2 separate regions of the Gossypium hirsutum genome follow, and region 2 is linked to region 1. A link is a contact called in public Hi-C data. All regions are on one chromosome and are shown on one strand. The core of a region is the stretch at or near the end of the contact, and the rest is flanking DNA. Distances in the headings are between cores, read along the strand shown.

Evidence for each region. A called contact is a pair of places that touch in the nucleus more often than the background predicts.
Region 2: a Hi-C map of leaf shows a contact between it and region 1, with 3 times the contacts expected there. The contact joins the promoter of LOC121228136 here to the promoter of LOC107948468 in region 1. A contact is called at or near these places in 8 of 34 Hi-C or Micro-C datasets (anther, callus, hypocotyl and 2 more).

Annotation. Positions count from the first base shown.
Region 1 is chrA04:49,778,418-49,781,657 of Gossypium_hirsutum_v2.1, forward strand. LOC107948468 (uridine nucleosidase 1) reads right to left here and starts at 1,918. Exons shown (of 9, transcript XM_016883026.2): 1 at 1,571-1,918; 2 at 1,049-1,164; 3 at 906-965; 4 at 515-697; 5 at 313-417. The coding sequence starts at 1,691.
Region 2 is chrA04:50,132,505-50,135,927 of Gossypium_hirsutum_v2.1, forward strand. It overlaps LOC121228136 (solute carrier family 35 member F1), which reads left to right and starts at 2,093. Exons shown (of 12, transcript XM_041111306.1): 1 at 2,093-2,544; 2 at 2,660-2,754; 3 at 2,829-2,886; 4 at 3,043-3,234; 5 at 3,380-3,423. The coding sequence starts at 2,409.

The sequences.
Region 1 (3,240 bases), core at 668-3,167:
AAAGGTTAAGGCGAGACCATGATCACGATGAGATCGAGGGATTGACTAAGCCGAGCAAAAGAAATTAAACAAGTTTTCAACTGAAAAGGAAGTTTCCCCTCCAAAATGAATTAAACACTCAAGACAGCTTCCCTAGTACTAATAAAGTGATGACCGATCAAGAAAGACCTTCGATTAGTAATACTTTCAAAGAAACACAAGGTCAACTTCGAAAACTTGTAGCTTGTCCTTGGAAACTAAACTTTTCCAAAAAGAAGAATGATAATATGGAGCTTGTAGTAAGAAACAAACTTAGGATCCTTTTGTGCTTACATTTGCTTCAGCAGCAGGATTTACATTTCCTAATGCAAAGAATGAGCCACCAAGTACAACTATATTCTTCACCTTGCTGGCAAAGGAAGAGTCCCTTTTGATTGCCTGGATTTAAAAAAAAAGAGAAACTGTGTTTAAGCACTTACCTGCGAAGCCCATAACCAAAATGGAGGAAATTGATAAGAGAGTAGCAAGGTCTTACCAGTGCCAAGTTTGTGAGTGGTCCAAGTGCAAGTATAGATACTTTACCAGGATATTCAGAAACCTTCCCAACTAAAAATTCAAAGGCAGTCTTATCAGATTTGCTAGTTTTTGGTGGAGATAGGAATATATTCCCCAGTCCATCAGAGCCATGAACAAAGTCGGCAACATTCGGCCTCCCACCCTTTTCCATACAAACCAACCACAATTAGGCTATGGTAAATAAAAGATATAGTAATTGCCCCCCCCCCCCCAAAAAAAAAAGGAAAAAAAAGAAAAAAAAAGGAAGAATATCAAAGCACAATAAAGCAAGTTAACAATTGCAGCGAGGCCCATTAGTATTCCCATGGAATTACATTGTAATTTAGGAAAGGGAAAACTGAAGCATTTACCGTAAGCGGCTCGGGGCTGCCTTGTGCTACAGGAACATCAGGACGCCCTGCGATTTCACACTATCCTTTTGCACCTCGAAAAGAGGATAAAATCATGAACGTATTCCAAATGCATATGAAAACCAGAAAGGAGAAGCACGTACCAGAAGTAAGGCATTACGAGTGGCATCTTCGGTTTGGACATTGCCAAATATGGTGGTCAAACCTAAGATCTCATATTCTGGATTTTGAAATGCCATAAAGATCGCCATGCTATCATCTGTTAATCAAATGAAAAACGCATTCATACATTGTTCAGGGTCAAACTCAAACAAAATCTCTACATATCTAATCCTGCCAATCAATCAATCCACTCCATATTGTTTTCACTTCCTTGTATAATTTAATAAAAATTTTCCGGTTTCATTATATACATATCAAAACCCGAAACTTTCCTATATAGATCTCATCACACGCCCCTCGAATAAAACTTTTCTATATAGACAGAGAGAGTCAACGTAGCTTTTTAAATGAAACTTTATAGCTTATCCCGAAGTAAAACTCCAAGGACAAATATAAATTGAAAAAGTAAAATTGTTTCCTATTTCATTATAATTCTAGTTTATGCAACTAAATTGGCAGCCAACCAGAGAAAAAGTAAATAAATAAAAAGGAGCGAAACTGACCAATCCCGGGATCGGTATCGATAATGAGCTTGTTCCTGTTGGCATGTGAGAGTAAAAGGCCATCGCTTCCGCCATTAACGACAATTCCATCGTGACAATCTTTCTTTAATTCATAATCCATATTCAACGCAATTAGAAAAACACAAAGTGGTAATAATCTAATCTAAGATTTTAATGAATATGGATGTGAATAAAAAAACAATTGAGAGATTTGAATTTCTTGTTTTAATTGTCGTAGAGGAAGAGGAAGAGGAAGAGGTAGGCCGCTCTGCGATGCCAACAGAGAGTCCCCCCAAGAAGAACACCAAACAAAGATGTGTTTTATTTTGGTTTATGGGATATGATGTTACTTCCTCCTTTAATACTAGTTTAAAGCGCCTTAAGGTGGGGGTATGCTGACGTCAGCATAATTGATTTGTAACAGCGAATGGTAAATGGCAACGTGGGTTAATGTGAGTGGTCCTAATCTTGGACCGTATCGTATGGGATCAGAGCAGAAATAATAATTATTCAGAAAAAGGGAGGACAACCTGTTGTTTAATTTAAAAAAAAGTAGTCATTGGTTGGGTGAAGGTACAATTTCATAGACGATGCTGATGATGATGCATCTATTTTATATTATCCTTTATGTATAATCATCATGATTCATATGCAACTATTAAATTGGAATTGTGACCAACATTTAAATGAGAAAGATTTGATAATTGGGAGATAAATGTTGATTAATGGATAAATATTTACTATAAATTTTAAAACTGTTTCATATCTAAGACAATGTATATAATTAACAATTTTAATACAACAAGTTGTGTAAGAATTGTTAGGTTGAGAATTATTTATGAGATATATTGAAATTCCAAAACAACTGAATGCTTCAATTTCACAACATTGGCGGCCAAGAAAATTCAATATAAAAGACTTTGGGCACGATAAATTTGTAGACTATGATTTTGCATCATATTTACACAATATAAATTTGTTTTAATAGATATATTGTATTTGGATTATATAATATATATAAATAATTAATATTATTATATGATGCGTATATGCATATGAATTTGTATGTGATATTTTTCTTCTGTTTATTTCTATGTAATATTTATGGTTATATAATATGCATATAAATTTTATTTATTTGAACTATTATCTAGAATTTATATAAGGTACGAGTTTAGAATAAAATTAAATTGATAAAAATAATTTTTATTATTTATTATATTATTAAATTGGTTTTTGAATTATTTTTATTTTATTATTAAATTTTGAATATTGAAAAATATTTATTAAAAAATTATTAGTATTAAAACAAAATCAATTCAGCTCTCAATTACTAAAATAAAATTAGTTAGGCCCTTCCGATAATGAAAACTATCATTAATCAATTTGATTATTAATAGACACTTACGTGACTGATAAAATCTACAATAACATATGAAGTACCATCCAGACAAGTATACTGATGTGACATTCCATGTACCATATACTAAAAACTAAAATCCCAAAAATTATAAAAAAATGTATTAAAAATGCACATTTTGTAACACCCCCTACCCGTATCCATTGCCGGAATAGGTACGACGTATTACCGGAGTTTACTGAACATTTTTAGATAATTCTGATCATTTATTATTCATATTTTGAAGATAATCATAACGTCTCTCTATTGG
Region 2 (3,423 bases), core at 843-3,342, 350 kb after region 1:
AAACAGAAGCTTGTCTATCTGCTTTGCTATTCAAATCAAACTCATTGTCGAGTTTGTCTCTACTCAACAAATGACCCTTCACATCTTCGAACGAGAGTTTGTCTCTGCCATAAATCAGGGTCTCCCTGAAAGACTTGTATGAAGAGGGTAAAGAGCACAATAATAGCATAGCTTGATCTTCATCGTCAATATGAACCTCAACGTTCTTTAAATCATTTAAAAGAGTAATGAATTGACTGATGTGATCTTTAAGAAGCTCACCTTCGTTCATGCGAAACGTAAATAGGCGTTGTTTCAACACTAAACGGTTAGCCAGAGACTTAGTTGCATAAAGAGTTTCTAACCTTTTCCACAAGGCGAATGAGGTCTTCTCCATCAATACCTCCTGCAATACTGTATTCGCGAGGCACAACTGGATTGCAGACAAGGCCTTTTCATCAAGCTCTTCCCATTCTGTTTGATTTAGATTCTTAGGCTTTTTCCCTGTAACAACCTTTTTCAAGCCATTTTGAACTAGAATTGCCATCATCCGAACTTGCCACAGATTGAAATTTGTCTCACCATCGAACTTCTCAATTTCAAACCTTGTTGCTGCCATCTCTGACCGGGCTGATCTATGAAAGTTAAACTAGCTCTGATACCACTTGTTAGGATCGTCCCGATTAAGCAACGAACAAGTAAAAATAGTAGAAGAAATTGAGAAGATGAACACACAAATTTAACGTGGAAAAACCCCTCAAAAGAGGATAAAAAAACCACGGGCAAAGATAATTTTACTATAATCGCAAAAGAATGAAGAGTACAAAAGATGGAGATAAAAACTAAACCCCGAAAACCCGAAAAACAAAGAACCCTCAAACGTAAACACAAAATTCTCTGAATGTGTTATGAGTTCTAATCTAATGGGTGTCTCTTTTTTCTAAGATTGTAAAGGAGCCTATTTATAGGCTAAATTAGTAAGTCAAATAAACTATACTAATAAATACTAAATATATTATACTAATAAATACTAAATCTTCTAGAAAGAAAATATATTTTTGTTTAACTTGACTTGCAAGCAATCTCTTAGAATTTGGGTCACACAATTCTAACACAGGGACTTAATTGATTTTTCACATTTTCTTAAGAACTTTTTTGACATATAAATAAAAAAATATTATATATTAATGTTGCATGTTAACATAATAATGATAATAAAGCTAACAAGTATTGAGTGCAATAATAAGTCATATTGTATTCTCAAGAAGAGAATGATTATTAGATAAAACAATCACGAATTCTTAACATCAAGCCCATTCTTGAAATATGGTTTTTGGGCCCTTTTAACCTTAGGTCTTAGGCACTTGCACTCTTAAAGCAACCCCAAAACTAAACTTGCTTAACATAAATTATAAAACTAACATGAAAAAACATATATAGTAAGAATTAATCACAAATAATATTTAAGGAAGCATCATATTTTAATCCGGAGATATATAATAAAATAACAAACCTTATACACTTAAAAACTTGTTCAATTCTTTAAAAACAACTTCAATTAGCTCTCTCACACACACACACACAAAATAACCCCTTATTCAATTACCAATTTTCTTATATTTTGTAGACATGTATATCGTAGTGTTGCTGCTTATTTTGGTGGGATTCATTATTGAATGTGGGATTAAATATTTATTTGTTTAAGTTAGAAATTTAAAGGTTTTATATTTTTATTTTATTTTCAATTCTTTTAGTTTTTAGTTTAAAAATGCAGGTCTATATATTGTTAAATTTATATACATGTAACAAAATAACATCATAATGAATTTAAATTTAATAGGGAATATTAACAGTGTCAATAAGTCTTAAAGTTTAACATTAACATTTTAATTGGGATAACAAATTTCAACTAATTAATGAAATTATAAGAGTTGAGGTACCGAATTATTTCAGAATTGAAATATAAAAATTAAATCTCAAATTTAAAAAAAAAAATATAGGATCAAAATTAAAAATTAACTATCCTTATATAATTAAAAAAAAAACAAATGGAATTGGACAGGCGCCAAGTATGACTTCATAAGCTAAATCAGATCTGAAAAGACATCGGACACGGTGGAGAGTGTCACGTGGGAGCAAAAAGACGATAACTTTCAACTACCAACGGTAACCGTTGGGTGAGGTGTGGAAGCTATTAGGAACGTGGTCTCAACAGTCCAACTACGAAGGAAATGACCCTGGAATGGTAGCTACGCCTAGATGCAGATCTCTTTTAACAAAACCTGACAATAATTAAATAAAGGAAAAAAACAGAAGAAGAAAGCTTTAAAATCCTTTGATGTTGACATGAATGTTACCCCATTCCCTTTTTGACGATCTGTGTACTTGAAGAACAAATTTTATCAAACGATTTTTTTGACAAACAAAAAATGAGCTGGAGTAGTGTCGGCAACTGGTTCAAAACTCAAGTAACTTTGAAGAATTTGTTCAGGCTTTTTCTGGGCCAACTTGTTTCTTTCGTTCTTGCACTTATGAGCTTTACTTCTTCTTTGATAGCCAGTCTTGGTAAGCTCAACTTAACCCTCTACTCTTAACTTGCTTCTGGTTATGAAAAATATTCAGATGAATTTGGAATTTTATATTCTTTGTTTGCTCATCAGTGTGTTGGCTTTTTGTCTAGGTGTGGATGCGCCTATCACTCAGACTTCCTTCACTTACTTCGCTTTAGCTGTGGTTTATGGTAGCATCTTGCTCTATAGGGGTCAAAAGCTAAGGGTAATCACTTATCAACTCCACTAATCTTATATTCAAAAGGATTCCTTGATACTTCAATCCTGTTCTGTTTGCAGATTCCTTGGTATTGGTATCTCGCCCTCGGCTTTGTTGATGTTCAAGGGAATTATCTTGGTGAGTCTGTAGTAGTCACTAATATCTCATAACATGATCTCCCAAAAACATGTTCTTAACTGGGGGAAAAAAGAAAGTGGAATATGTCTGATATGTTACTGCAAAAATTACCGTGACAAAAGAGCCATTCCTTTTTCCCTTTTTTTTCTTTTGCAGTTAACAAAGCCTTCCAGTTCTCCTCAATCACTAGTGTGACACTGTTGGACTGCTGGACCATCGTATGGGCAATATTTCTCACATATTTCTTCATAGGCACTAGATATTCTTTATTGCAGCTAGGAGGTGCTGCTCTTTGTGTGCTTGGCCTTGGTCTAGTGCTCCTCTCCGATGCAGGGGTGGGTGGTGGAGGTAACATTCTGGTCTAATGCAGAAGATATTCTTATAGTTATGGAACTCTGTTTCTTTATGGATGTTTTAATTCGTAAACAGCACGCCATTACTGGAAGTCATTCGAATTTTCCGGAGTGAAGTACTTGTTTCTCTGCACATGCAGGTGGTTCCAAACCAATTCTTGGAGATGCACTAGTAATTGCTGGC